6 separate regions of the Mus musculus genome follow, and regions 1, 3, 4, 5 and 6 are each linked to region 2. A link is a contact called in public Hi-C, HiCAR-type, HiChIP or PLAC-seq and promoter capture Hi-C data. All regions are on one chromosome and are shown on one strand. Each heading gives the region's core, a stretch centred on a gene start, on an enhancer-like site or on the middle of the called end of the contact. The rest is flanking DNA. Distances are from core to core; before and after follow the strand shown.

The links. Promoter capture Hi-C pulls out the DNA fragments that hold promoters and counts their contacts. Hi-C and Micro-C count contacts between places; a contact is called where the count stands out from the background. HiCAR-type assays count read pairs that join an accessible place to other places. HiChIP or PLAC-seq counts read pairs in DNA pulled down with a chosen protein or histone mark.
Region 1: a contact with region 2 is called in a Hi-C map of neural progenitor cells, with 8 times the contacts expected there. The contact joins the enhancer-like site here to the promoter of 9330188P03Rik in region 2. A contact is called at or near these places in 4 of 39 promoter capture datasets (the 3T3-L1 cell line, cranial neural crest and embryonic stem cells), 8 of 484 Hi-C or Micro-C datasets (the C2C12 cell line, the N1E-115 cell line, adipose-derived mesenchymal stem cells and 5 more) and 1 of 115 datasets of contacts at active chromatin or transcription factors (neural progenitor cells).
Region 3: a promoter capture Hi-C map of cranial neural crest shows a contact between it and region 2, with 2.5 times the contacts expected there. The contact joins the enhancer-like site here to the promoter of 9330188P03Rik in region 2. A contact is called at or near these places in 6 of 39 promoter capture datasets (cranial neural crest, hippocampal neurons, liver and 2 more), 2 of 484 Hi-C or Micro-C datasets (bone marrow-derived macrophages and nephron progenitors), 2 of 115 datasets of contacts at active chromatin or transcription factors (embryonic stem cells and trophoblast stem cells) and 1 of 9 other capture datasets (embryonic stem cells).
Region 4: a contact with region 2 is called in a FOXA1 HiChIP or PLAC-seq map of pancreatic cancer cells. The contact joins the promoter of Ndfip2 here to the promoter of 9330188P03Rik in region 2. A contact is called at or near these places in 1 of 484 Hi-C or Micro-C datasets (forebrain) and 2 of 115 datasets of contacts at active chromatin or transcription factors (bone marrow-derived macrophages and pancreatic cancer cells).
Region 5: a contact with region 2 is called in an H3K27ac HiChIP or PLAC-seq map of oligodendrocyte precursor cells, with 4 times the contacts expected there. The contact joins the enhancer-like site here to the promoter of 9330188P03Rik in region 2. A contact is called at or near these places in 4 of 39 promoter capture datasets (cranial neural crest, embryonic stem cells and liver), 1 of 15 datasets of contacts at CTCF or cohesin (the NIH/3T3 cell line), 1 of 484 Hi-C or Micro-C datasets (bone marrow-derived macrophages), 3 of 115 datasets of contacts at active chromatin or transcription factors (embryonic stem cells, oligodendrocyte precursor cells and pancreatic cancer cells) and 1 of 9 other capture datasets (embryonic tail).
Region 6: a HiCAR-type map of astrocytes shows a contact between it and region 2, with 2.1 times the contacts expected there. The contact joins the enhancer-like site here to the promoter of 9330188P03Rik in region 2. A contact is called at or near these places in 4 of 39 promoter capture datasets (cranial neural crest, hippocampal neurons and liver), 1 of 484 Hi-C or Micro-C datasets (nephron progenitors), 4 of 115 datasets of contacts at active chromatin or transcription factors (astrocytes, embryonic stem cells and trophoblast stem cells) and 2 of 9 other capture datasets (embryonic stem cells and embryonic tail).

Annotation. Positions count from the first base shown.
Region 1 is chr14:105,325,577-105,330,448 of GRCm38.p6, forward strand. No RefSeq gene overlaps it. Among named protein-coding and RNA genes, the nearest start is that of Gm24207, 51 kb to the left of the region's middle. Within about 2 kb of position 3,060, at least 217 of the 459 cell types and tissues checked have an H3K27ac peak or open chromatin away from gene starts, as enhancers often do. A contact at or near this core is called in the C2C12 cell line, the N1E-115 cell line, cortical neurons and 3 more, where this site is marked.
Region 2 is chr14:105,587,054-105,592,095 of GRCm38.p6, forward strand. 9330188P03Rik (RIKEN cDNA 9330188P03 gene) reads left to right here and starts at 2,496. Exons shown (of 3, transcript NR_102319.1): 1 at 2,496-2,620.
Region 3 is chr14:105,869,009-105,873,647 of GRCm38.p6, forward strand. No RefSeq gene overlaps it. Among named protein-coding and RNA genes, the nearest start is that of Spry2, 25 kb to the right of the region's middle. Within about 2 kb of position 1,428, at least 24 of the 459 cell types and tissues checked have an H3K27ac peak or open chromatin away from gene starts, as enhancers often do. A contact at or near this core is called in nephron progenitors and second pharyngeal arch cranial neural crest, where this site is marked.
Region 4 is chr14:105,257,189-105,261,755 of GRCm38.p6, forward strand. Ndfip2 (Nedd4 family interacting protein 2) reads left to right here and starts at 1,435. Exons shown (of 8, transcript NM_029561.5): 1 at 1,435-1,814. The coding sequence starts at 1,485.
Region 5 is chr14:105,919,884-105,924,493 of GRCm38.p6, forward strand. No RefSeq gene overlaps it. Among named protein-coding and RNA genes, the nearest start is that of Spry2, 25 kb to the left of the region's middle. Within about 2 kb of position 3,263, at least 135 of the 459 cell types and tissues checked have an H3K27ac peak or open chromatin away from gene starts, as enhancers often do. A contact at or near this core is called in the NIH/3T3 cell line, bone marrow-derived macrophages, oligodendrocyte precursor cells and 1 more, where this site is marked.
Region 6 is chr14:105,849,693-105,854,300 of GRCm38.p6, forward strand. No RefSeq gene overlaps it. Among named protein-coding and RNA genes, the nearest start is that of Gm41239, 29 kb to the left of the region's middle. Within about 2 kb of position 1,824, at least 61 of the 459 cell types and tissues checked have an H3K27ac peak or open chromatin away from gene starts, as enhancers often do. A contact at or near this core is called in astrocytes, embryonic stem cells and trophoblast stem cells, where this site is marked.

The DNA of each region.
Region 1 (4,872 bases), core at 1,810-4,309, 260 kb before region 2:
GGGGCTCCTGGTTGCAGAGTCTGTGACCGTCATGGCGGGAAGCACGGCAGCAGGCAGGCATGCATGCCGCTGGAGCAGGAGATGAGATCTTACATCTTCACCCATAATCAGGAAGTCGAGAGAAAGAGACACTGGACATGAGGATGGCTTTTTAAATCTCAAAGCCCACCCCAGTGACACACTTCCTCTAACAAGGCCACACCTCCTAATCCCTCCCAAACAGTTCCACCAACTGAGCACCAAGCATGAACATATATGAACATGTTTTCATTCAGGCCACCCCGGGAAGATTCCTCATTTGTATTAAAGAAACAGTCTTATGAAGCACATGTCAACAGTATTGTTATAATGTTGTCAGAAAAATATTGTAACATAAAACCAAATTTTGAATTAACTGGTTAATTAGTTAATTTTTAAACATTAAGACTAGTTAATTATTTTTTAAAACACAGGACCTTGCTATGTAGCCCAGTATGGATGTGAGCTCCTGGCAATTTTTGTTTGTTTGTTTGTTTGTTTGTTTCCTGAATGCAATTACAGGCTTAAAGCTCAATTTAAAGGAGACTATTGATTCAGAAAAGCTATTAGATAGAACTGTTTTTTTATCCCTTTTCCAACAATATATATACATATATTACTATCTATCTATCTATCTATCTATCTATCTATCTATCTATCTATCTATCTATCTATCTATTACACTACGTCCCAGTTTGGCTGTTGCCTTGCTTTATTTAAGAAGAAGTCACCAGGGAAGCCCAAAGACAAACAACAGAGGAAACAACAACAGAGATGCTAAAGGAAGTCTCAGCCTCTGACACAAATGCTGCTGAAGATGGTAAGTACAGCTTAACTGCTAGATAAACAGACAGAAAGCCTCACAAGCTCCCCCAGTTAAAACCAGGCTGTGCACCAAACAGTGGAGACTTCCCTTGCTCCAGAACCTGCTCACACAACCTCACACTGAAATGGGAGGCCTATACCGCCTCAGCCAGAGCAGCTCAGCTCCATGTTCTAAAAGCATCCCAGCCTCTCAAAGTAGTCGACAGGCCTAATTAATCTCCTCACACTGTTTTCTTTGCCTTTTTTTTTTTTTTAAATCAAGTTCCAAGCACTTGGTTTAAAAGTTATCACTTCAATATGTGAAAGGGGCACCACCTCGGGCAGATGTGTGGCTGTATCCATCATTCAGCACACACACACACACACACACACACACACACACACACACACACAAAGAGCCGGGCGTGGCGCACGCCTTTAGTCCCAGCACTTGGGAGGCAGAGGCAGGCGGATCTCTGAGTTCGAGGCCAGCCTGGTCTACAGAGTGAGTTCCAGGACAGCCAAGGCTACACAGAGAAACCCTGTCTTGAAAAAAAACAACAAAAAACAAACAAACAAACAGACAAAGAACAGCTAAAGGCCCAGTGGACTCCAACTTCATTCCATTCTTGATTTGATTGTGAACAGTATACCTTAGTGTGTGTTTCCATTGGTGCTGCTGTGACAGCCTATTGCTGATCAGGAAGTTCAAGAGCAGGGTATTGACATTTGATCTGCTTGGTGCCCTCCTTTCCTACCGTGCCCTAACATGGAAGAAGGCTGAAGGGTAAGGAACGACCGGCTTTCCTTGCCATGCTCATCATGAGGACACCTGATCCCATTCTCCAGGAAGGGACCTCCATGGCCCAATCACCTTCTCGAGGTCCCACCTTTTACTATGGTCAGCGTTAGAGGCTGGAATGACACATATAAACCTTAGTATTCCATCCATGCTCCTCCACATTAATGTCTCACATACAAGATGCATTTATTCCATCTTAACATCTCCCCAAGGCCTTAACCCAACTCACTGTAGCAACTAACTACTCAAAAGCTTCCTTCCGCATCAGGGTATCATCTAGCTGAGCAAAGGAGGAGACGCAAGGCACCATCCACCCGAGGTGACCCTGGTTGTGGTCTTGAACTACAAGAAGCAAGAGGTTTGGGAGAGATAGGCTTCCAAGCTTGGGCTTGCTAGGCAACCAGTCCACCCCATGGATAAATTCCATGTCCAGTGAAAGACTCCATCTCTGAAAGAAGGTAGAGAGCCATGTAGGAGATAGCTGTTGTCCTCTGGCTTCCCCCACATATGTGCGCATACACCCTCCAATGAGTACACATAAATACATACATCTACACACAAAGAGGGAAGAAAGATGCACAGCCACCTTTAGGAAGTGTCATGCAAACTTCTGAAGGTACCGGAGAGAGCCTTTTGCTACCGAAAGACTTGTCTTTCCTCCACTGGAAAATGGGTTTTAATAACCAGCTTTATCATTTCCCTAGTACATAACCACTGATAGACCCTTAACCTTGATTGGTTTGTTTCCTTATCTTTAAATTCTGTCTCTATACAATATATATATTTTTTTCTTCTCAGATAAGGTCTTGTTTTGTAACCCAGCACGGGTTGAAATTTGCAGACGTCCTGCCTCTGCCTCGCTTCTATGATAGCGTGCGTGCTGTGCTCAGGTTAGAAAAAAAAAGTTAAGATCTAATAAAGTCAAATATTTTGTGCTTTCTGATCTATAGCTGAATGGAAGTCTTGGTATTTAGTACTTCTTAGTTCTAATTTCTTAATCGCTAGAGAGCAACTCATGGTGGCTATCTTGGGTGACTCCTTCCTAGGTACGGTGCAGCGGATGCTCAGGAGGAGACAGCCTGAGTGGGTGAGTGGATGGGTAGGGTGGTTTTGATTGTGGTGATGGACTTTTCAAGTAAAGTAGGGAGTTCTTTATTGTTTTAAATTTGTTCCCTACTTGCTGGCAGAGCAGCTCTTCAAGATGGAGCGAGTGCTGCAGTTAGGATTACCCAATCCTCGATGTTTGAAGGCTGCTAAGCAGGGCAAAGGTCTGAGGGGAAGAGGGCTTTTTCTAAGCAGGTAATGTGAGCAGAGCATGCTTGTGAAGAGCCTCTCAGCCGAAGGATTTCAGTAGCCACCTCCTTCCCTGACCGGGCTGGCTTGGGTTTGCATGGGTTGGAAACTCTGTTGAGTGTTTTTGGTTTCAGTTTTGTCAGAGCTCTCGCTGACACCGGCAGGCTGGGCTGGGAGTCTGACTGGGAAAAGCTACTTGACAGTCAGGTTGGAACAAAGCACATGCTGGCTTCTTGCAGAGGATGTGGGGCTTGTTGACTGGAAGCCTGCCTGCCAGAACAAGATCCTTCTGCGCACACCAGAAACAATCTGCCATTGTCTCAAGGGATAAAACAGTGCCAATAAAACATGAACGCTCCAGCCAAGAGGAGGAGAGCCGCGTTAACTGCTTCATTTCTGAAAGGAATTGTGGGAAAGGGGAGGCTGAGCAAAACTCGTCTCCTTGTTTTTCATCTTTCACATTTGACATCATACAGATGTGGTTCCCAAAGCCCACCACAGGCCCACTTACAGGGAGTAAATGAACACCCCCCCACCCCACACACACACCTTGCTATTCTGGGGGTTTTAGTGCTGCCGGGGAATGGCCCCTGTGGCCTCTCTTATGTTGGCCTTGGCTCCAGATGCTATTACCTCAGAGAAACTGCCAGAGGGGTAAGGCGGTAGAGTGTGCATAACTCTCAGGACAGCTTAAGGGTTGGGAATGCATGTCCTCAGAGGAAATGGGGGGAAGTGGAGGAGGAGAAAAATCCTAAGAGAGGTGACTGATTGAGGTTATAGAAGCTTTTATCTTAATTTTGCCTGTGTTCTCCCCTTGTCTCTGATGAGAACCAATAAAGGAGTATTAGTGGAATTGAGGTTGTGACTAAACTCCTTCAGTTTGCTTGGCATAATGACTTGCAGACTGTACTCTGATTCTCTTCACTCTATGACCAATCCCTTCTCTAAACTTCTTGCTTGTGCACAACTCAAACTTCAAGCACTGTGCAATAGTTCAAGACTTCACGAGTGTGGGAAAAGCTGGGCTTCATGAAAACAGTTATGAAGGTGTAAGGAAGTGCACCTATGGACTGGGTGCGGTGCTATATGCTATGCCTGTGGTCTCAGCAGTTGGGAGGTAGGGCCTGGATGATCAGGAACTCAAGTTTATCCTCGAACTTATACAGCTACATAGTGAGTTTGAGTCCAGCCTGGGCTACAAAGACCCTGTTTTAATAAACCAAACCAAGCCAAACCAGACCAAACCAATTGAAGAAGCACAGTTGTGGCCAATTCCATAGAAGGGCTTGGGGAGACGAATTGATGGGTCAATTGCTTGCTTCACAGCACCAGGATACGATTTTGGATCCCTACTGCCCCTGTATAATGCCAAGTGTGGTGGTGGTGGTTTGGTCAGCGCTTGGTAAAAGCTTTGCTTGGCTTCTCTGCATGGTTTCTGCCTACCTTCTGAACCTCTGCACCTCGGCTTGGTTAACTGTTCTCTCTCAGATCTTAACTCTCTTAGGTTTGTGAATACGTTTATGGTTCTTTTGGGCCATTGGTAGTTCTTATGTGTTGTTGGATTTGATTGCCTACAAGTAGAAGTTTTACAACCAGTAGTACAATGGGTGTGTTATAAGCTCGAAAGTGAAATCCTGCACTTTTTAAGTACCAAGCATGGAAATGGTCTACAGTTTTGTAATGGGCCGACTGCATTGAATCCACGTGATGAATTTTCACCTGCCAAATGATAGCATTAAGGGGTGAGGCCTTTGGAAGGCAATTTGGTCATGAGAGCAGGGTGCTCCTAATTAATGCGATCTCATAACTAATCCGTTAATGGGATTAGTGGCCAAGTAAGAGAGACTCGTAGAGATTCTTTGCCCTTCCCAGTATGTGAGGGCACAGAGAGAAGATAGGAATCTGTAAACCAGGCAGTAGACCCTCACTATGCCAATCTGACAGGGCCTGTAAAC
Region 2 (5,042 bases), core at 1,246-3,745:
TGGTCTTCCAGGGGTCTCTGGAGCTGGAGTGCAATGAGATGCATAGGTCAAGAAGCTCTTAGTACCCAGTGTGTGAGCATCCTTAGGTTGTAGACAGCAATCGTCTCCAGCCTTGCCCATGAGATATTCTGATAAAGGTCAAACCCACAAAATGGACACAGAGCAGCTATGAAAATCAGCTTCTGAAAATATTTTTTGTCATACTAAATAAATAAATAAGCCATTGACTACAGTTTAAAAGTTTCTTATTTTGTTGGCGAGTGCACTTTAGATTTCTTTCCATATGTGATACTTCCTGCCCTTAACATTTTATTGGCTTTATGTCATCAAAAAGACACATTCAATTTGTCCTACAATTACCTAGTCTTAAAGAGCCAGGCATGAATATACATTGTAATTTTATGAATTTTCTCTCACAGAATGGACAGATTTACTGTCATCCCCCGTGCTTCACATTTAAAGTCACCTGTATGACTTATATTTCTTCAATGTGTATTTATTTGTGTGCAAGAGAGTATGCACACATTCAGGCCACGCCCACTAGTGGAGGTTAGAGGATACCTCAGAGACACTCGTTCGTTCTCTCCTACTGTGGGTACTGGGATAAAATTCAGACTTGGTGGCAGTGCCCCTATCCCTGTCTCACTGGTTCCTTTCAATCTGTTTTCAGAACATCCTCGTTGTCTAAAAAGCCATTTCTGTGTCTTTCCCTATAGTATTAAGAGCCCTAAAACTAAGAGAAAAAAAAAAAAAAAAGAATCTTTCAGATCCACTTTTCGTTGTCTATATCGATTTCATGCCTTGTAAGGTCTGCTTCGTTTTCTTAAGTTGATCTCGGATTTATGAGCAAAGTTTTAAAATGCTAAAATGGGGGAAATTGGTTCAATATTTCAAGCATTTCTTCTGTCGCTTTATTTCCCTGCTGTATTAATTTGTGGTTACTCACCTTCTCCTCAGCGATCTCCAGGGAACCCCAAATCTGACTCTCTATGATCTGACACGAACCCAAACATTTCTCCCAATAAATTACATCTCGTGTGTAATAAAGCGAAATTGCTTCTTTAGGCTGGGGGAGAATCCTCTAGGCAGCCATTGGCTACAGTTCGGGGGTTTTGTTCACTCGCATCCTGAGGACGCAGCTCTGAGCCTATGTGGGTCTGGGAGGGGGAAGGTTGCGTTCCCTCACTGGTCCAAACAATGCCAGAATGTTTTTCCCCTGTCCATTCACTTAAACAATGTACCATTCTGTACCTCATAAGCACTTAATTTATTCCAACTCTTTGGCCTGACCTGTAATCCCCTCTCCTTACCCATCTGACCCATCTGCGTTTCATTTCCCACTCATCGATGGCATCCAAAGAGCTAGGCCCAGGCCCTATTTGGAACCATTAGACAGAGATTGGCACTCTTCCCTCTTCCTGCACCACATCCTCTGCTGGAAAAAAAATGACCATCGGATCAGAGAACAGAGGCTGCTTTGTCCCCGGTAACGGGGATCTGGAAGCGTTTTCAATCATTTGTACTCTATACCCACTCAAACGCATTAATGTGATCAACATTGGGTCTGTTGTGGGCATTTTTTCCAGCAAATAGCTTGCTAACATTCCAGGCATGTACTTCCCCGAAAACAAGACTGAGACAGGGCCCTGAATATTCAATTGGAAAATCACCAAGAGCAGAAGCTTAGCTTGGCACGGCTGGTGTTGATTCTTAATAAGTGACTTCCTAAAGCTGAGGCATGGGCCTTACAGCGTCAATGACTTGTTTGAAAAATATTTTGTAGGTGCCTCATACCACTCGATTTCCTGTGGTATGCGTCATATTGTGAGCTATTCCAAGCCAGCCTGGTTAAGCACACTAACTCGCCGCCCCCCACCCCAAGATTGTGGTGTTTAACTAAAAATGTCTTTATACAAGATGAGCTCATAGCTATTACTGCTGATGTAGTTTTAACTGCTTGGATACCAATTTCAGTTGCTTGAAAATGTGCCAGCACAGGGTAAACCTGAGCACAGCCATATCTCACCCTGTAGAACATGGCGGGATGCTGTCCCAAGAAGCAGCGTTGCTTCAGGGGAAAGTGGCCCAGTTCAACACAATGCATACCTTTCACTTTCATTAGAAAGACTTACTGTTCTTAATATATTACCAAAGTCAAGGTGCTGAAGACATCTGGAACACGGGAATAAAATTAACCCTTTCACAGCTTCAGGTATTTTTTGTAACGCTTGCCAGGGAGGAGAGCTAAATTCAAGAAACCGAGAGGATTTTCTCAATTATGTTTCAGAAAGCAAACCCAAAGGCCTGACGTGCTGTTCACGAGTTCAAGTGTACGTGGGTGGGATTTGGGCGAGGGCTAAACAGGATACTGTACGCAAGAGACTTTTGACGAGGGCTTCTAATTTTAGACACGGGGCGTGGGGAGAGCAAATACGGCCGAGTGTCATCAGCACGCCTCATAAAGTATCCGGCACTTCCGCAGGCTGCAGTGCTTTACAGGACTTGTGATGTAGATCGTCGTCATTTTTGTTTCACAAACAAGGAAGGAGAATCTCAGAGATTCCGTAAACTCCATAAAGCGGTGATTCATGACAGAAGCAGGGACGCAACTTCGACCAGTGTGAGTAACCCACTGGGACTTATCTGCCACCTTGCTGCCCGGAGATAAAAAGTATTCTCATCTCTATTACGGCTGCCTTTGTCTACTGTTGTTCAAAGGATTCAGGCTTGCCCGGGTGTCCTGAGCTAAAAGGAGAAATGAATATAAATCTGTGCGAGTTGTGTTCTGTCCTGCTTTCTTCCAGTGAATAGGTTACAGGCGGCATCTAGTTTGGGGCCAGTCCCCAGCGGCTGCGCAGTGGCTATTAACTGATTAGACATTGTCTATGCCATCTCTGAATGATTTGTGTCTCTACAATAGGACCTTTTATAACAGAGAAGAGAGGGATTGATACCCTGGACACTGCCTGGGCTGTGTTTGCCTCTTGGGGCAAATAATTTTCCTTGGTACCAGGAGCAGCTCTGATGTGGCTGCTTTGCCCTTATGTGGCCCGGGGCTTTCAGCTTGGGAGAAAACGTTCAGCCTGGTCTTGGATGAAACAAGAAGGTACCAGAGGGGAGCCAGGGCAGCCATGTTGTTTGTCAGAAGAGAGGACCACATGTGCCTGTCTCAGGATGATTGGCAAGGCAAGAGGATACCAGTGGGAAAAGGTGAAAGATTCTTAGAAGCAATGAGCTACCAAACCATTACACTGCACAGCACTAGGAAGGAGAAGAGGACTTTCAGTTGAGAAAGACTCTACCATGAGCTGGAAAATGGAACTTCTGTGTTGGATGTTTCCTGTGAGCTCAGAATTTGGGGTCTGTCAGGTTGAAAGCTACAGGGTGATACTCAGAGACTGTAAAAGGACTTTAAGTCGTCCCATTTGACTTGGTGTGTAGCACACTATCTGAAGCAGGCATCTTGCTTCTTGATCAAGATAGACACAGCAAACCAGTCTTTCTAAAAACCAACCAACCAGATTTACTTATTTAACATGTATGAGTGTTTTTTTTTTCTGCATGAATGTGTGTGCTCCATGTGTATGTGTGTTCCGTGTGTGCTCCATGTGTCTCTGCCCAAGGAGTCAGAAGGGATTGTCAGCATCCCTGGAACTGGAGTTGCAGATGGTTGTGAGCCACCATGTGTGAGCTGGGAATCCAACCTGGGTGCTCTGTGCTCTTACCCGCTAAGCCACCCTTTTGGCCCGTAGGGTGGGGCTGAACTTTCCTCATAGAGTATAATTTTTAGAAAATACAGATTTTAAAATTACTGGTGTATAGTTTTAAAACATTAGTGGAGACATCAATTCAAAATATCTAACCTGGATATTGTTTTTTTGTGTTTACGTTGTAAGCAGTTCATATTTTCTACTTTGAAACACTGGAAGTTTCTTTGAAGAGAGTTTTTTTTTTTTATCACGTATTATTTTGACTGGGAGATTTGCCACCACAGGATTGTCACATTTGGTGATAAGCCACACGAATATGTCACCAACCTAAAAATACGTTGGCATGTTTATTATTTCTTTTCTTCATTTCTTTCATTCTTGCAGTTAAACTCTACTCTGGAACTATTTAACGAGAAGGTGACATTAGGAAAGAAAGATTTCTTTTTTCTCCTGATAAAGACAGATAAGCTGGGAGCTAGTGAGAAGTCAGCTGGTTCAAGCCATCTCTCGCCTCAAGAATTCACCTTTCACATGTTTCTGCACTGTTATTCTAGTCCCTACGAGCGGCTGCACCCGTCTCCACCCTTAGCAGAGCAGACAGAGGGCACAGTAAGGAAATGTCAAAAGGCAGAAACCGAATGACCTACAGGGGTGTTTCTATCAATTTGGAGATACTGGCTGGAGCCTGTATGTATGAGGCTCACGCTGGCTTGAGTTTTCCCAAAGCCAGTTCCACAGCTGCCCTTCACGATTATGGTAGACTTAAGTCTATATCCACTGAGGGTCTTAAGTAGAGACTGTGTTGGAGGGAACGGATCGAACATTGGGGTTTTCTCAAAAGATTACATGGGACTCCTCAGGTAAAACTGCCTGAGCCTCTCCTTCCTGACGCAGTGCACACCAGGTCTCAGGAAACAGCAGGTCTTAATTAGCCCTCCAGTTTATAGTTTCACCTGAAAAAATACATTTAAAAAAAATCATATATAGTTGGCTGTCGAGATTTTTCAAGTCAATAAATTCTTGCTAATTAATCACATTAACGGTACTCCTTAAAAGTTGAAACAGAATCAGAAAACAAACCAAAATCCCCATAAATATCCTACATAAAGGCCTATTCACAGATCCTTTTTCAGTTTGGAAGACTTTTACAAGTGTTTTTCCCTTCCTGACAGGACACACGCATGCACAGGCACATGCACGCACACACGCACACACACACACACACACACACACACACACACCTACTGTGTCACTCACCATAGCTGTTACTATCTGCACAGGAAGGTGGTTCTGGGAACAGATTTTGATACCTCAGGACATCACCGTAATTGC
Region 3 (4,639 bases), core at 178-2,677, 280 kb after region 2:
GAGCACGCATACTCATAAAATAAAAATAAACAAATCTAAATAAACACATAATATAAAGGGTTTTTTGTTGTTGTTGTTTTGGTTTCTTTTGTTTGTTTTAAAGGAAGGAAATGAAGTGGGCTAGTCTTGCGCACCGGACTCGACCAGCAAGAACGACGCTGCAACAGGATCCTTCTGCACACGTTTATTGGGAGAGCTTGATTGCAGAGGCGAAAAGACCCTGAGCCCAGAACTGGTGCTGCTTATATAGGCCTAGGAGAGGCGTGTCTCACACCCGGATTGGTTATGCACTATGCCTCATTTGCATGTTCCTCATCTGATTGGCTACTCTCTCTCTCTCTCTGTACCTCACAGAGCCTCATTATCATACCTCATTTGCATGTCTCACATCTGATTGGTTATACTCTCAAAGCCTCATTATCATGCCCGGGCCAGGCAGTGTCTTTGCAAAAAACTTTACTGCATATGTACACATTGGTTGTTTGTCCAAACTTATGCGTGGTGGCCAGCAGTAGTCAATGCCACTCTGCAACGGCACATGTGGCTTCCCACAGGCTAGGACCGTGATAACCTGCATAATGCTGAACATAGTGCTGAACTTCTTGTCACAGAGAGAGGTGGTGCTTGGCAGGACCAAGACTCCTTGAGGAGTTACACACCGTTAATAGTTGCTGGGGAAGAAGAGAAGTCTTCAAATGTGGAGCCACTTATCAGGTATCCATGTTCCTGTAAACCATCCTTCACCCATGCTCCATAAGCAACCCTAATAAGTTTTAAAAAAGAAGGTAGGGCGAGGGTGGGAATGAGGGGAAGGGATCGTTTAGGAAGAGGAAATGGATCTGTGGGAGGAGGTTGGGGAGGGGGGTATGACAAGAAGAGCCACGTGATCAAAATACGTTAGTTACATACATGTACGAAATAACATGATCAAATCTATTATGCATGATTAATATGCATCAATAAAAAGATTAGTATAAAAAAAAAAAACAAGTTAGAGCCAGGCGGTGGTGGCGCACACCTTTAATCCCAGCACTCAGGAGGCAGAGGCAGGCGAATTTATGAGTTTGAGGCAACAAAGTGAGTTCCAGGACAGCCAGGGCTACACAGAGAAACCCTGTCTCAAAAAACCAAAAGGAAAAAAAAAAAAAAGTAAGTATCATAGTCGGCTTTGGTTGTAGCTTAGTGATAGAATGTTTGCTTGCCTTGTATATGTAAGGGTCTAGGTTCAATCACTGTTCGGCAAAACACAAAAAGAATGAGAGGGGGAGGGGGAGAGAGGGAGCCAGCATAAACTGATGCTGGGGTTGTGGGGAAAATCTAATGTGTAGCAAAGGTAAGCTGGCATTGTGAGAGGCTAGGGCAGCCAGCCGACGTCTGGCCGAGGAATCTGGGAAAAGGCTCTCCCAGAACGTGAGATTCACATAGGAGTCTACATCTGGGGAGAGGAATAAGATGAAATTCCAGGCTAAGGAGAGTTGGAGTAACAGCTGAGCAGTGTTGCTCCAGGAAGTTTGGAGGGCGAGCGAAGGAGCACAGGGGCAGCTGTGTTTCGAGAGGTCAGCGTGTGGAACGCGTGTACTCACTCCTTGGGGAGAATTCTGTGCAGCCACGTTTCAAGTATCAGTTGTGAGTTTGAGGAAGAAAGCTTGCAGAAACTCTCTGTGGGAAAGGGTGAGGCTCAGCCCTTTTCCAGGTCAGGGCTCCAAATGACTGCTGCGTTCAAGGACTGGGGAGCAATGTCTACATCTTGCCCAGGCAAGAGAAGGAGATGGGAGGATAGAGTTTCCTTCCCACGGACCCTAGGAAATCTTTAACTCAGACCCCTACCTGACCCATACACTAAAGAAACACTCATTAATCATCTAATTATGAAAACTCTGGCTTCTAACTTGAACAAATTTATAAACTAGTTATGACAGCTTTTCGGAAGAAAAAATACCTTTCCTCATCCCGTAAATTAAAAGAGTGGTCTTAAGTTATAGATATTTACGGTGAGAAAAACTTGGAAATTGTTCAAAAGCCTAACATGGAGGAAGAAATTAGTTGTGACTTTATAATTATTTGCATTCTGATATAATATGTTTGTTCTTCCGAGTAGATAAATTTAAAAATGGTGTTTTTCTTCCACAAGAATCTCTGAGGCTTCCTTATTTACACAGCTCAGTGATTTATGAGACACATTTTTATGCTCTTGTTTTTTTTTTTAAAGCAAAAACAAAAATGCTTAAGAATTGTTATTCTTGGAAATAGTTGTGTTCACTAAAGAATAGTGCTCTTTCTTAAAAATGCTTAACTGTGTTCTTCCACTAAATTTTGCTTCTGATTTATTAAACATTTTTTAAAGAAGCATTAATGATGAGATATACTTTGCTTGTAAAAACAGACAGACAACAGACAACCAGAAATATTCAAGTAACCATCTAAATAGGGATGTTAAAAGTCCCTTCGTGTCCGCTGCTCTTTGCAGGAAGAATTAAAGTTTTCCTGTAAAAACGCTGGCAAATGTTTAGGAAGGTTTTTATTGGCTCGTGGACAGAGATAGGGTTTTCTCAAAAGACAGGCAGCGAGGATCCCATGTGCCAGTGTTAGGGGCGAGGCAGCCATGCTAGACACAGAGTGGGGGTTCTTCTCAGTAATTTGAACTTTTACCCCAGAGAATCTGTCACTAAATGTGTGCACCAGCCGTGTTCATACTTGATCCATGCTCAGCAAAAGGCAGTCCAGGCATGTTAAAGTTTATCTTAATTTAAGAAGTTGAGTCCAGCAGGATAAGAAAACCCCTCCCACACCCTCAGCCCCTATCTTCCTGCTTCCCCCACCTGTTAAAAACAGATGTGCTCCAGTTTAAAACGTGTTGGTATCTTTTCTAACAGTGTGGGAGATCAATAAGGAGACAGGCAGAGATTCAACTCAAATTTTCCTTACGAAGAGCAAGTGTTGCTTTGGGCAGGAACTTATACCCCAAGGGTTTCCTCCCCAAAGCTTTGACTTTGATCATTATGTACAGGCAGAAGAATTACATTAATGCCAGATAAACTTTATCACAAAGATACTGTGTTATATTTTGAAATATGTTCACATTCTTGAAAGAAAATGTAACATGTCCATTAAAATGAATTTTACTGGAAGATAATATGAAAAGTTCAAATGGTTTTGGAGTCCATATTGCACCTTAGGAAACCAGGCTGGGACATGGTAGTACGTGGCTTTAAATCCAAGTGCTGGAGAGGCAGAGGCAAAGACAAGTGAGTCTCTGAGTCTCAGGCCAACCTGAACTATCTGGTGAGACCCTGACTTTAAAAAGAAAATAAATAAATAAATAAATAAATAAATAAATAAATAAATAGTACATAGAAAGGGGAAAAAGAACTAATTTTGGCATAGTATATAGAAAAACGACAATTTTCTTAAAATGCTATTTTAAAACTCCTGTGTTAAACTATGTATCTATATATGGCCTTAAAAACAAACAAATGGGCTGGCGAGATGGCTCAGTGGTTAAGAGCATCGACTGCTCTTCCGAAGATCATGAGTTCAAATCCCAGCAACCACATGGTGGCTCACAACCATCTCTAACAAAATCTGATGCCCTCTTCTGGAGTATCTGAGGACAGCTACAGTGTACTTACATATAATAAATAAATAAATCTAAAAAAATCCAAAAACTAAAAAACAAACATAACTTCAACCTAAATATTTAACAATAGACTATGGGAATCAAGACATGTTTTGTCTGTATGTACATCTGTATACCACAGGTGTACAGCGCCTTTGGAGGACAGAAGATGGTATCAGACTCCCTGGAACTGGAGTTACAGTTTTGAGCTATCAAGTTGGTGCTGGGCATAGAACTCAGATCCTTGGGAAGAGCAGCCAGAGCTCTTAAACATTGAGCCCTCTCTCTAGTTCAAAGCCAATTTTCCTAATGGGGCAGGGGTTGGTAAACTCATTTTCATTAAAACAGTTTTTCAGTGCTGATGTGTAATGGGGGTTGGAACAGCTAGTTAAATTAAATTAGATAATTTGTAAACTCAAAATTAGACTTGGGGTCAGGTGTGTTTAAGAAGGAATTAAGTAAAGTTGAGCAAGTTCCTTTACTTAGGGAAGGCCTCAAAACTCTTGGGACAGCAGTTAATTTTACAATTGCTCAAGAAAAGATAGTGTAGTGTTGTTCAAATATGCACAGACACTTCTCCACAAAAGTACTGGAACAAAGTTTGGGAATTGCAGAGACAATCAACAGCTCAATGACACTTAGCAGACTGGGCCAGGGGAGCTGGCGCAGCTGTAAGGGCTTCAAGCTTCCATCCTGTGTTCAAGCCCCAGATTCCACATAGTGGAAGGAGAGATCACCAGCTTCCGCTCTGCAGGGTGTCCTCTGATCTCTACTTGTGTGCATTCACACGCACAGACCCCCACCAAATACATGTAATTAACAACAACAACAAAAAAACAAACAACGAGCACACAAATATTGTGCGTTCTATTTGGGAGGTATTTTAATTTTTCACATGGCCTCTGAAGATTTGAGCTCAAGTCTTCATGCTTATGCACAAAGACTCTTCCCACGGAGTCACTTACCCAGACCCTTGCTGAGCACTTTTCAAACCACACACACACACACACACACACACACACA
Region 4 (4,567 bases), core at 185-2,684, 330 kb before region 2:
CAGTTGTACCAGTCTCATCTGGCTTCCTTTCTTTCGGCAATCTCATCTGCACATGTATGAAGCAAAGTGAGAGATGGTCTCCAGGTTTCCCTCCCCGGATCCCCAGGAGATCTCCATAGTAAGAACAGTTATGGGGAAAGGGCTTGATTATCTTAAAAAGAACAGTTGGGCCAGATCGAGTAGGGCCACAGATCTCAGGGTACAAGAAGCAGATGTTTGGGTTAAAAGGTACCTTTTGCTGGTCTGCCATAGTCTTCTAATTGTTAGAGAAACATGCTCTGTGCCGAGAGAGAGAGAGAGAGAGAGAGAGAGAGAGAGAGAGAGAGAGAGAGAGAGAGAAAAGAAGAAGAAGAAGGAGGAGGAGGAGGAGGAGGAGGAAGAAGAAGACAAAGACGAAGATGAAGAAGAAAAGGAGAAGAAGAAGAAAAGGAAAAGAAGAAAAGAAAAAGAAAAGAAAGAAAAAGGAGAAGAAAAAGGAGAAAAAGAGAAAGAAAAAGAAGGAAGAAGAAAGAAAAAGAAGAAGGAAGAAGAAAGAAGGAGAAAGAAGGAGGGAGGAGAGGAGAGGAGAGGAGAGAGAGGTGTCACAGGGTATTATGATGCGCCACAAAAACTGATTCTTTACCATTATCTTAGGAATATCTGAGTATTATTAGCACACACACAAAAATCCTACCTCACTTCATTATTTTCTTCTGTCCTTCCCATTTCCTATTTCTAAAGGCCTCTTTCTCTGTATGTCATCAGAATATGTTTGAAGAATTTGTAAATCTCTTAGAAACAAGGGGGCAAAAGAAAGAGGAGGGTAAAGCCCTATTCAGGATTTTCAGAGTAATGAAACTGTTCAGTATGATATATAATAGTTAGGGTATATTTGTCAGAACTCCTACAACGTACAATGTTCAAAATGAACTCCAATGCAATCTATTATGGATTCTAAGTGATTGACAATGGTACGCTGTCAAATGGGTTTAACATTTGTCACAAATGAGCTGTTCTACTGAGGAAGGCTACGCGTGCTCAGAAGCAAGACTGTCTTTTTTTTTTCCTTCCTCGAAATTTTACTGTGACTTTAAAGCTGATTTTATATATGTATATGTGGTCTTTGTATATGTATATGTCCCTGGTATTTGGTAATTCATTACCTCATTAATGATTTCGAATGAGCGCCTTTTTAGGCCTGTCCTGAGATGGATCTCTTTGAGATGCTCTAGGCTGGGGACTAATAAAAGGGCGACCTGTCCTCAGGTGCTCTAGGAATGCAGCGCCTCCACCCTCCGCAGTGACGATGCATCCTCTCGCCCCACAGTGAAACCTGCCCTCACAGGAAAATCCAATCAAGTGGGACGATTTTTTTTTTTTTTTTCTTTTCCGCTTCGGTTGCCACCGCCCACTGTCGACTAGATGACAACCTAGAGGGCTCCCGGGGACTTGCCTGACTCTTCCATCTCCTCCCACCTAGGGACACCTCCGGAGCCGGGCGGCGGATGGGACGCCGGCGGAGCCAGAGAGCATGCGCGTCCGCGCCGAGCATGCTCAGTAGCGCGCGCGGCTCCCCGGAGCTCCGGCGCCGATCGGCGAGCGACGCGGAGCTCTCCGCTGGAGCCGAGGGAGCGACAGGAAGTGAAGCGGCCCCGCCAGGCGACCTCGGCGGCAGAACCCGAGGCGGCGGAAGAGGCTCTGCGGCGGCGGCGGCGACGACGTCGACCCGGGAGGCCGAGGGAGCTGAGCGCCGAGGGGACACGCCCGCTCGGAAGCCGGACCCCGAGGCGGGCAGGATGGATCACCACCAGCTGGGGACTGGTCGCTACCAGGTGGTGAGTGCGCGGGCCCCGGGGAGGACGCTGGCCTCGGGGCGTCCCGGCGGGCCCCTTCCCGCCCAGCCCACCTCTCCGCCAGCCCCCGGCCGCAGTCGACGGCCAGCGCCCCGCCGAGCCCCCTCCCCGGCGACGCTCCCCGACTCACCCCGGCTGGCTTTCTTTCCCCTCCTTCTTCCCTGACTCACACACCCGTGAGCAGTGAGTGGTGTCCCCCTGCGGCGGGGCAGGGTGCAGGTACCTGTCAGGGAGTCGACCCGACCGGTGGCCTGAATTGTGTGAGGTTATAGAGTGGGGTGCAGCAGGGCTACAACCGGCGTGAGGGGTAGAGAAGAGCTGTGATGGGGAAGGTGCCTCTCTTCTAGTTAACCTTGTCATTTTGCCCTTTTCCATTGTGTTAGTATTACAGTGATCGTTTTTTTTTTCTTTTTTTTTTAAATCTGTTCCTGCTTTGCCTGTGTTCGTGTGTGCAGCGCTTTATTAGAAAAAAAAATCAAACCTTGTTTGAAATGAAATAGTTTTCATTTAATACAGAGTTTTAAAATCACTCAAGTATGTAAACCACCAGCTATGCTTAATGAGTGAAATGCGCCCTGTATTTTCTTTGTCAGAATCTCTGTATTTTACACCCTGTGTGTTTTAGTGATGTCATTGGAGATAAATATTGTGAATAGCATTGTCAGCAATATTTACTTTATTGCGTTTTCACTTATAAACTTTTAGATAATTTAGTGGAACATAGTTACGGGGGGAGAGAAGAAAAGCATTTGTGCATATTGTTGCTATTGCGTGTCGGGTTTATAAGATTGCACAGTTAGTCCTATATGTCATCTTTTCTGTCTGTCTGCATGTGTGTTGTGCCTTTTGACAAATCTGAAGGATTGTGGTAGAGACTTAAATTTTCATTTTTTCTTTGGTAAGAATTCTCTGTCATTTGTGTCTATTTGCTATAGCATGGCCAGGTGATTTAGATTATGAACTTTCTGAAAATTATCAACATTTTCAGAATGGCTTAGGAAATAGAAATCTTGCCAGTTTATTGAAGGTGCTTTTCAAGTTGTCAGCTTTGGGTAACTTTATATTTTTTAAAAGACATTGTTCCCTTTCTAAGTGTTTGCAAAAAAAAAAAAAGCCACGTAATTTTATCATTGATACTTGTTTTACTTCTCAAATCTTACCCACTTCTGTTTGTGTCTCTAAGTGATATAATTTGATTTGAATTCTTTCTTTGGGTTGCTTTTCCTTATTGGGCTCAACCATGGATGATACTTAAAATAGTGTTAATAGTTTTAATTTATTATATTGTCTCTTTTGCTTTTGATGGAGGTAACTAGTTGAGACTATTTTTTTCTCTCAAAATCTCTTCAGATAATGTTGGAGTTTACTTTTGTCTAAACTTTGAAAGAAGGTATAAAATACTACATTTTTTTCCCTTCAAAACTGAAGCTGTGTCCTATAAAGACTTTGAGTGGGTGGAGCCACTCTGTAAGGGCAGAGGGCAGAAATCAGTCATTCTAAATAAATTATTTCTTTTAGATAGAATATTATTTTTTATGGGGAGAAGCATTGGAGAATTTTATTATAGTCTAAATTTGTATTTTCATTCTTTTACTTTTGTGGTTACATAGTAAGTTCGTGTGTTTAGGATGATAAACTGCCCTCCTCCCTTTTTTTTTTGCGAGTAGCTTTGTCTGGGAAAACGGCATAGATACAACTGAGTTTGAGTTTTGCGTAGACTCGGTAGCTGGGGTTCAGTCTGGAAGCTTAGCTTATGTAATGGGCATGCCTGTTTTATGGCTACCTTTAGGTCAGGCCTTATTTTGAAACTCTAGAATGATTAATAAACTGGAGCAGTAAACAACTTTGTTAGCGATGATGAGGTCAGGAGATAGGGAACTGTACATAGGGGTGAGAAACACTGTGCTGTGTGGATTTACTCTTATTTAAAGAGCTAAAACTCAGCTCTGCATACTGGTGATGCCTGGTGATCAGAATGGCTTACTGTCTTTAATCCACGTATACAGTTTATCCAGGACATTTTCTTTTCTTTAGGGTATCCAAAGGGTTTATTCTTTTATTATTGCTTTAGCCAACATATTAAGTGTTGGATTTTATAAGTCCTTTTTGTACTTTCGTGTCCTACATATGCATACGTATGTATATATAAATTTAAATCTACATTTCCTCTTAGGATAGAAAACATGCCTTTTTCTCTCTGAATCTGGCTTATTTCACTTAACATATTGTGTCCCTTCCCACCCCAGTTCCATCTGTTTTCCTGTTTCCTAAGAATGTTCATTCTTTTCAGCTGAATAAAACATCCTCATGTATCTATACATTTTCTTTGTCCATTTATCTGTGGCTGGGCCTCCAGGCTGTGTCCACATCTGGATGACTATTATTTTTAGCCAGACTGGCCTGTGCACATTCTGGATAAGCATTCAACCATCGAGTAGCCAAGGAGCTCATGATCCTCCTGCCTCAGCTTCCCACTAGGCTAACAGCCACACATCACCATCCCTGGCTATAATAATGTCCCCCCACCCCATTCCCTATTCATTGCTAGAAATCCACAACAATAGACAACATGTACAGCTACAATGTCTTGCTAATTTTCTAATTTCAGAAAAAAAAAAAGATGAGGCATGGTGTTTACTTTCAGTGTGTTTTGGGAGATTGAGTTGTGCTTGATAGGAAAAGAGCGATGCGCCACACTGCCTAGCTAACTTGCTCTGCATCTGCCACTGCAGCTT
Region 5 (4,610 bases), core at 2,013-4,512, 330 kb after region 2:
ATAACTATTCAACCAGAAATTTACATTTATGAAAATTCTGTTCCTTGGGAACATGACATAGGCAAGATTGCATACCATGATCGAAATAAGGCACACAAAAGTGACAACAGACCCCACACACATCACCTTCTTGGAACTCAGACTTGATGGCCAAGCTGAGCACCCTGGAAGGATCCTCAAATACTTTCCAAATATAAGAAGGGTACCAAAGGAGAGGGGAAAACTTTTCCTAAAAAAACAAACCAAACAATCAGAAAACAACAAACAAACGCTCAAAAAACAAAACCAAAAGCCCCCCCAGGGGCATCAGCAGTTAAGAAAAGAGCGCTTCCTCCGCAGTTGGTCACAGGGTTCATCCTCTTGTCAGGCCAAAGCAGGTGCAGGCCTGTTGGGCGACCTGGTCTTCCTCCTTCCTGCATCTCTGTTTTCCAGGTTCTCACCTTTTCAGACCTCGATTTGTATTTGTATACATGTGTGATCCTCCGGCCATTGGGTCATTGGCTTTTTACCCAGGCCCTTTCCTCACATCCTTTTCCTTCCTCCCTTTGGCAGCCGGTGGTGCATCTTCCTGCCTTGAATACCGCATTCCCTAGTTATTCAAGCTCAGTCATTAGCACCCCGACCCCCTACAAAAATTATGAATGAAAAGCCTTGTTGTTCTTTACAAATAACTCGGGCTGCCTCAGTCAGTCAAATTCGAATGGAAGTGACTGCCAGACAAAGGAGCGGGATGACGGACAGTCCTCACAGCAAGTCATCAATGCTCACAGGAAGTTTTTAAAGCCACAATATAGGTAAGGGAAGCCTGGGCGTTGTGGCGGGACAAGCCCGCAGAAGGGGGTTGGGAGCCCCGGGGCTCTTTGTGTCTGTGTGGATCTCAGAAAAGGAAACCTGCTTGGAAGTTCTGAGACAACAACGTCCAGAATCTGTTTGCCCTGGAGAGCATTTGAAACCGGTCCCTGGGAGATGCTCTCACCTTACGGCAATTCTGGTTCGGACTGACACACACAGACAAAAGTGAAGGCACCAACCATTTACTGGGTTTTCAATGCTGAGCTGGGCAAGAGTGGGTTAGAAACTCCGAGCTGCACAGCACCCCGCTGAGAAGTTGCTTTGTCCTGGGCCCCTCTTTCACAACAGGGGAAAAGGTAATTGGCAGCCCGATTGTTTAGCCGGGACCCCTGCTGTTTTAGAATCCTGGAAGGCCCCAGTCACACGTTGTCAATAATGGCCCTCAGAGGTGAGGAGTGAAGGAGGGCTGTTCGGGAAACAGTTTGAGCCCTTCAAGTGGACAGGCCTCAGTGACTTCTGCGCTCTGCCTGCCACGGGCAGCTCATTCAAAAATAACCTTAAAGTAATAAATCAAACTCGTTTCCTGAACTATACAAGGAACAGCTGCTTATTTTTCCTCACTTTTTTTTTCAAAGCAGAGAGAGAGAGAGAGAGAGAGAGAGATTTCATTTTTTTCATTTTTTTTTTTTTTAACTACAGGAAACCAAGCATGTCAAAATTTGGCAAAGCAGTTTGGATGATTTAAAAGCTAAACACTCCTCTTTATAATGCTAGACGTCCATTGGCCTCCCCCCCCCCCCCACTTATTTAAACGTTTATTTTTGCAATCCGTTTGTTGCAACAAATGGCCCTTATCCGGTTCTCCCTGTTTTTGAAAGGAAGATGACGGGGGTGGGGGTGGGGTGGGGGTGGGGGCAGTTTCTAAAGCATTGGTCCATTGGCTCAATGATTTTACAGGTACCAGTTCTTTTCTAAGGTTCTGCAGCAATTTGATGGGGGCTTCGGATGTTACCGCATTTGTTTCTTCTGAGAGCCCGTTTTTTTTTTTTTTTTTTTTTTTTTTTTTGGAGTTTTGATGAGACCAGTAGTTTTTCTTCAGTCTCTTGATTTAGGAACTCCATGCTAGAGTCTTTGCCACCATAGAGGAGATCTTTTCTCTTCAGAAAAAACAATTTGCAACTTTTCAGTCTCTTTGGGGGTCCTTGTGTGTCTATCTTCCTCCTTGGATATGTTTACTCTCCAGATAAGAGCAGCTAGCCTCTGATTTCTTTGCCAATGATTAAACATCTGTAAGGGACACAGGATATAAAAAGAATTCTCTTCTGTAATGATTAGTGTGTTTCTTTGTTTTATAAATAGCTAGTATTGAGAAAAGGATCCATTTTTAATGAGAACCATAATAGAAGTTATTCTAAAAATTTTTAAAAATATGACAAGATATTTTCTAATAAATCATAGAATGCCTTCCTAGAAATTAGGGTTTTCATATCTTGTATACAATAAGAGTTAAGAAAGAAACATACTTTAGGGCCTCTGATTTTTACATACTATATATATTTCAAATCATTTAAACATAAGCAGCTCATCTTAAAATTAATTCTAAGGTTATTAATATCCCATTGTACAACATACCTTGATTACTATCATTGTTTAGAAGTATCGTTTGTCATGATTCAGTAGTAGAGGAGAAATGATGGATGGAGTAGTGGGATGTTTAGTGTCTAATTACCGATGAATTTCTTTTTCTTCCTGATTTGGTTAGAGGTTATCCGTGACTAGATGCTTGTCATGAAAGGCATGTCTACAGGAAGACGGTGAAATTCCGTTTGCAGTAGAATCACTGTTGTTGTATTTGCAGGGAAGTACACTGCTGTGGTAGCACAAATAAGTCAAAGTTTGTGCCACATGGTTAGGTCAGTGTACTTTGTACACTCACAGTGTCCCCCCGGACTGTTTTAACAGTGAGTTCAGCAGTGGGTGTGGTTTCCATATGAATAGCTCTTCCTCCTATGGCCGTTGTTCACTCTGAGACTGTTTGGATATAACTTCTCCTCAGGTTCAACATTTGAGGCTCAAATGTGATCTATCTAGGAGGAATTCTTGAGAACTGTATTAACATGTTTGAAAGAACTGGATTTACTGAACACACTACTGTGTCAGAAAGGATTCCTTGAACGCTTGGACGGTTTCTAAACATAGTTTATAAATAAGGATATAAATTATCTGTGAATTAACACACAAACGACTTGGAAATGTCGAGGGCTCTGTCGTCTAGATGACTCATTTCACCCCCATTGAGTCACAGCTTCCTCTTGCTAACAGATGCTTAGAAATGGACTGGTTCGGTGAATTTCAAAGCAGCTGGAACCTCCGTGGCCTTAGCATCTCCTTTTCTGGATCACTGCGGCCTCTGGGCCACATGTAGGGGTGAGCTAGGGAGAAAGGAGCTGTGCGCAGACTTGCCTCCTGGCCTCCTGCTTGGCTGCCACTCACACAGCTTGCCCCCAGAATGGACTTCCTGTGTTGTCAGTCTTACTCAGTATCTCACCAAGCACTCTTTGTCACTCAGCCTGAGACAGAAAGGGGCGAGATAACAAATCTAGACTGCTTGTGTTGATTTTGTGGATAACCTAAAGGGCTCTCGGGGGGGGGGGGGGGGGCCCACCTCTACTTCGGCAACAGCCTTTCCTGTGACATTGAGCCAGGCTTTGGACATCCCGTTCCTTGGTTTGTGTCAATGAGGAATGAGGACCGCGGTGCTGTGTCCTCTTACTTTATTACAAAGTGCAGTAACTCGAACATTTTTCTGAACATTGAAAGCCCTTAGCAAAGAAAACATAACGAAACGCAAATTACAACCACCACAAGAGACAGACGGTCTTTTCTGTTCTCAGGAGATGGGAAGGAAATCACAGCTCACTAATTACATTCTTTACCTCCAAAAAGAATATGTTGTAGTCATGTAAATAAGGTCTTCCCTTCCGTCATCCTTCCAGTTTCCCCTATTATTATTGTTGTTGTTATTGTTATTATTTGCCCACATCACCATCCTCTTCCTGCAGATTTCCTTCTTCTACGTGGGAGACCTTAACACTTATATGGGGTCAAAGTTCAACAGCAACTGGCATTAGTCAAGAACGTGTCTAGTAGGCACCGAGACAAATAAGGAGATCAACTGAGTGATGGGACTGCATAGCAAGTCATGGTGTGTTGGCTTCAGCAAATTCCCTGGGTTCAGAAATGAATTCACAGAGGTAGCGTTGGCAAGCAGGGTCTCTGGACTTTGGTGTCTTTATATCCTAGGATGCGTATTTATCCGGAGCTCTTTGCAAAGGGATTGGACAGGATGGAAACCATCGAGAAATTGAAAGATTCTTCCTGTTGTGTGGGAGAAAGTATCATATCTATACCTGTAGCCTTTACCTTCCTTTGGTTAAACAATGAAAGTAGGCTCAGTGCACCTGGGAGAGAAACACTGGATCATTCCATTGCATTAGAATTTATAAAATATTCCAAAAATTCGAGAATGTATTTTAATTTCACGTAACAAAAAAAATCCCCCTTTAAGCGGTTGAGTTTATTGCTGCTATCTTGTGTTATGAAGACACTAGCAATATCAATCGTGACTTAGAAATCAGTTTACCTCGTCTTCCTCATGACATCTCAGGAAGGGACCTGCACACGGGCTCCCCATGCATCACGCATGCGCACCGTTTCCATGTGGACCGCAGCACCTGCACGGCAGGGCTGAACTCCTGAGCTCTGCACAGGAAGTACTTATACTACGTGTCCTAACGTTGTGCTTATTTCATTTTTCC
Region 6 (4,608 bases), core at 574-3,073, 260 kb after region 2:
TGTTTTGAGTATTGCATTCAGCAAACATGGTGGTGTGCTTATAATCCCTGTTCATGGGAGGTGCAACATAGTCAAAGTCCTCCCTATCTACATAGCAAAACTTGAGGCCAGCCTGGGCTATTTGAGGTACTTTCTAAAATCAGAGGTGCAGGAGGAGGGGGAAGAGGAATAAAAGGAGGGGAGAGGGGGAGAGAGAGAAAGACACACAGACACAGAGAGGCAAGAAATCCCGACTCGTAAGCCAATCCAGCCCTAGGCTTCCCCTTGTATAAGGTCCCTAGAAAGAAAAGTGTCTACAAAAACCAGATGAGAGCATGTCCTCTGCTGTGACAGTGTGTGGACGTCACTAAGGCTTAATGATCAGCTCTCTCTCCCAAGGCTTCTGCCATCACCCATACTTGACGAATGGAGTTATTCCTCATTAAAGACTGTGATGGGTTTTCTAAGAGACTGTCAGAGAGTGCCCAGACAACCCAAGGTAAACTCATGGCTCTTAATGTTTGTAACACACAACTGTGGTCATCTTCTGGAAACTGCCTCAAGCCCGTGTTCCCCACACATGTTCCCCACGTGCCGTTTTCCCCATAAAATGTAACTGTGATATTTTTGTTTGTTTGTTTGTTTTTGTTTTTTTGGTTTTTTTTTGAGACAGGGTTTCTCTGTATAGCCCTGGCTGTCCTGAAACTCAACTTTGTAGACCAGGCTGGCCTCAAACTCAGAAATCCACCTGCTTCTACCTCTGCCTCTGCCTCCTGAGTACTGGGATTAAAGGCGTGTGCCACCACGCCCGGTCTGTGATAACTCTTTAAGATCTTAAATATTCTCCACTTCCACTAAACTTCACATTCAAAACAAATGATGTGAAGGATCAGCCTTTTGATAACTGTGTTTTAAGACTAAGGTTGTTTGTTACCTGTGGCGATACATGCTTGTAGTACCAGTGCTCCAGATGGCAAGGTCAGAGGATCCACCCCAACCTCAGCTAAACATGAAGTACCAGAATGACTTGGACATCATAGCAACATATCATTTCAGAAGAGGGAAGGAAATTTAAATAATACATCATAAATTTATTATTTTTACTCAACCAGCCTTTATTTCACTTCCTGACTTATCATGGTTGCCCATTTTAATTGACAACATTTCCCCTTCAGAATCTTAATGTTGTTTATTAGGGTAATATATTTTTCTAAATACATCTTCCTATATTGAGTTAGCAGCATGTGTTTTTCTGAGTACATACAGAGTAATACATAAATAAATACAACATATTTTTCTAAATACATCTTTCTACGCTAGATAGCAATATAACAGTGTGGAGCAAAGTATTGTCTATAGACTATGTGTTCCAAAAGAAGAAAGAAAACCAAGCTCAGAGGGAAAGGACGGATCAGAAATGGGCAGAAGGGCCCAGAGCCTCTGAAGCCAGCACTTAGCCCTGCTGACTGGTCTTGGGCTTTATTAGTGAAAGAGAACACTTATATTCTCTATTTTCACAATACAACCATCGGGAATCCCAACACATCCATGCACACTGGCTGCACTTTCAAACATGTGTGTCTCACCCCCTCTATACTTTGCTGTTAAAAAAAAAAAATGGATACCTGAATTTGAGCCATGAAAAGATGCCCTCCAACTGTACAAAAATGAATGAAAACCCAAGAGCCAGTTTTTATCCATTCCCAGTGCCCCCTCCCCAGTGCCCACCAGAAGGAGAAGGGGGAAAAAAAAGAAAAGGAAAAAGAAAACCCACAGAGCTGTTTGATTGCTTAAGCCGGGTGGTCAGACAATAGGACCAGAAAGAATGGCCGCTTCCTTCCTTCCTGTTGAGTGTTCTGCCTGAGTGAGCAAATTCAATAGCACTTTGCTTTGCAGCAGAACTAGGCTCTAGCATGAGGGAAAATCAACAAAGAGCCATTCTAGGGCATTTCCAACCCCACCTAAGGCAAAGCTCTGAGCTATAGAACCAGGGGAGGCAGGTCCTGATTCAGGCCCTCCAAGGGGGAGTGTGCATGGAAGTACACAAACATCCACGTTATTGTTTATATTAAGGGCCGTTGTTTATGCTGCTGCTTGCATTTGAAGTGGTCTGATTCAGTTACCTCTTTCTACTTCCTAATGTACAGCTCTCTAACGTGCTTCAAACTTCCTTAAAATCTGCCTATTCTGCTGCAATTAACGAGTCAAACACAGTGACGCCCTTGCACTCAGAATCAGCATAAATGCTCTTCCAATTAATCATTTTCCTTGCTGGCTTTTAGATCTGAGTTGAGGAGACACACAGTGATTTGTCAGTCTGGCAGTTAAAGAGTAAAACCCAGAAAAGGGATGAAAGAGAGAAAATTTTAATTTAATTGATACAGTATTGTGTTACACGTAGAAAATTTTGTGCATTTGGATAGAGAGTATAATTTCAAAGTGCCTTTAGAATATCTTGCGTTAAACCAGGCATGGTGGCGCACACCTTTAATTCCAGCACTCGGGAGGCAGAGGCAGGTGGATTTCTGAGTTCAAGGCCAGCCTGGTCTACAAAGTGAGTTTCAGGACAGCCAGGGCTATACAGAGAAACCCTGTCTCAAAAAACTAAATTAAAAAAAAAAAAAGAATATCTTGCATTAACACAGAAGAGAAATATAGTAGTCTCTGTATTTATTTCAGTGTTTTTCTTAACTCATAATTTGTACAGATATACCTAGGTTACAAACCTTCGAAAATGTATACCTTCAGAACTTACAAAAACTTTACTAAAGCACATTATTAGTTTTTCCTTCTGTACGTGCACGTGACACGGACTTAAAACTAATTGTGTTAACCTAATCCTTTTCTCTGGGATGGGTCCCAGTACATCAACAGTCTGTTCCTTGGAATCTTGAACGTGATAGCATGTCACTTCTTAGTTGTGCTAAATGAAATCATTGACCTCAAAAAGGGCAGATTATCTTAGAAGGCCTTGACTAATTACACACACACACACACTTCAAAAACAAAGAACATTCTCAAAAGGTGGCACAAGAAGAAGAATTAAGAGAGAGTCAAAGTTTGCAAAGGATTTGACCCTAAGTTCTTGGTTTGAAGATGTTAGAGGCTTTGTGAGGTGACTAAGGGGTAGTCCAGTCTTGAACTAAAAGCCACCTCCAGCCAAGAAAACAGAGACCCCAGCCCTATGTCTGCAACAAACAGCACAGCGTCCTGCAAGCAGTCTGAAAGAATCTGGAAGAGCAGTCTGTCCTCAAGTAAAAATTCAGTCCAGCAAATAACTTTATTTTAGTCTGTTAAGACCCTGACCTCAGAGAGATCTGAGCCCATCCAGACCTTTGCTTCCTAGAACTGTGTGATAATCAATGGAGTGACTTTTAAGATGTTACAATGTACAGAAGTTTGTCATGGCAACGTGTAAAAACAAACGCCACATCTTTCTTTTTCTTCACCATAACAAAATTTCCCAATTGCAACTGCAGCCTCCTGAATATGAAAGTTTGTCAATTCCATTATTGCTGTTGATCTGGTGACTGTTGGTGACAGTCTCTATCACTGCAATATCCATAATGTTTCTGCCAGTGAAAATGAATTTGTACTTGAACACTTCTGTAGTTAGATCTTGTGACATCAGCTATTGTTATTGTAGAAGCATCAGTGTACATAACACACTTTCACTGTGTTTCTCTTCTGATGGAGTTTCTGCAAAGACATATCTGCATTCAGAATAAATACGGTTAGTAGATAATAGTACCAAATGGTTAAAGATTTTTAAGTACTTCACTTTTCAGTGTAAAAATCAATCTATATACCTTCTACTTTGTGGCCATTTATATGAGAACTAATTGGGCATTTTATTATAATTAGGAAAATGAAAAAAAAAAATCCACAAAATGTGGAAGTGGCCTCTAATAAAATTTTCTAATAGTTAGAGATCACATGAAGTTCTTTTACATATTTTTAAATTTGCATTTATTCTTTGTGTTTGTGTGTGCACATGTGTGTGTATGTTTTGTGTGTGTGTGTATGTGCATCTTTTTCATCTTTAGGAATATAAAATATTGTGTGGGGCAGGGTGTGGAGATTGATGGTAGAGTATGTGAAACTTTGGGTCTAACTCCCAGAATCCCAAAATAAGTACGTATCCTACTACCTTTAAAGGATCTCACAATATGTGAGCGTGGCCAGTGCAAAAGACTGTCTCTGGGCTTGTTAGCTGCTGCTCCACTTTCCCGAACCTTCTGAGAAAATCTTAACTCCTTTTTTGCTGCTAGAACAGAACCATAGATTGAGTGGTTTATAGCCATGTGAAATTTGTTTACTACGGTTTTGAAGCTTGGGAAGACTATGGTGAAGGCACCGGCATCTTGCTAGGGTCTTTATGCTTTGCCATATGGTTGGAGGCAGAAGGGTCAGAGGTTGCATGAGGAAGTCGGAGAGCACCGCTTTCTGAGAGAGCTCACACTCTTAATGTATCCTCAACATCATGGGAGACAGTCCTTACAGCCTCTTAAAGGTTCTACCCTTTACCCTGCTGCATTAGTGGATAAGCTACCCATGGGAACCACAACAGCACTAAGTTGATAGCCATGCCATGAACATGTTGTAATTCATACATATGAAGGCACTCTT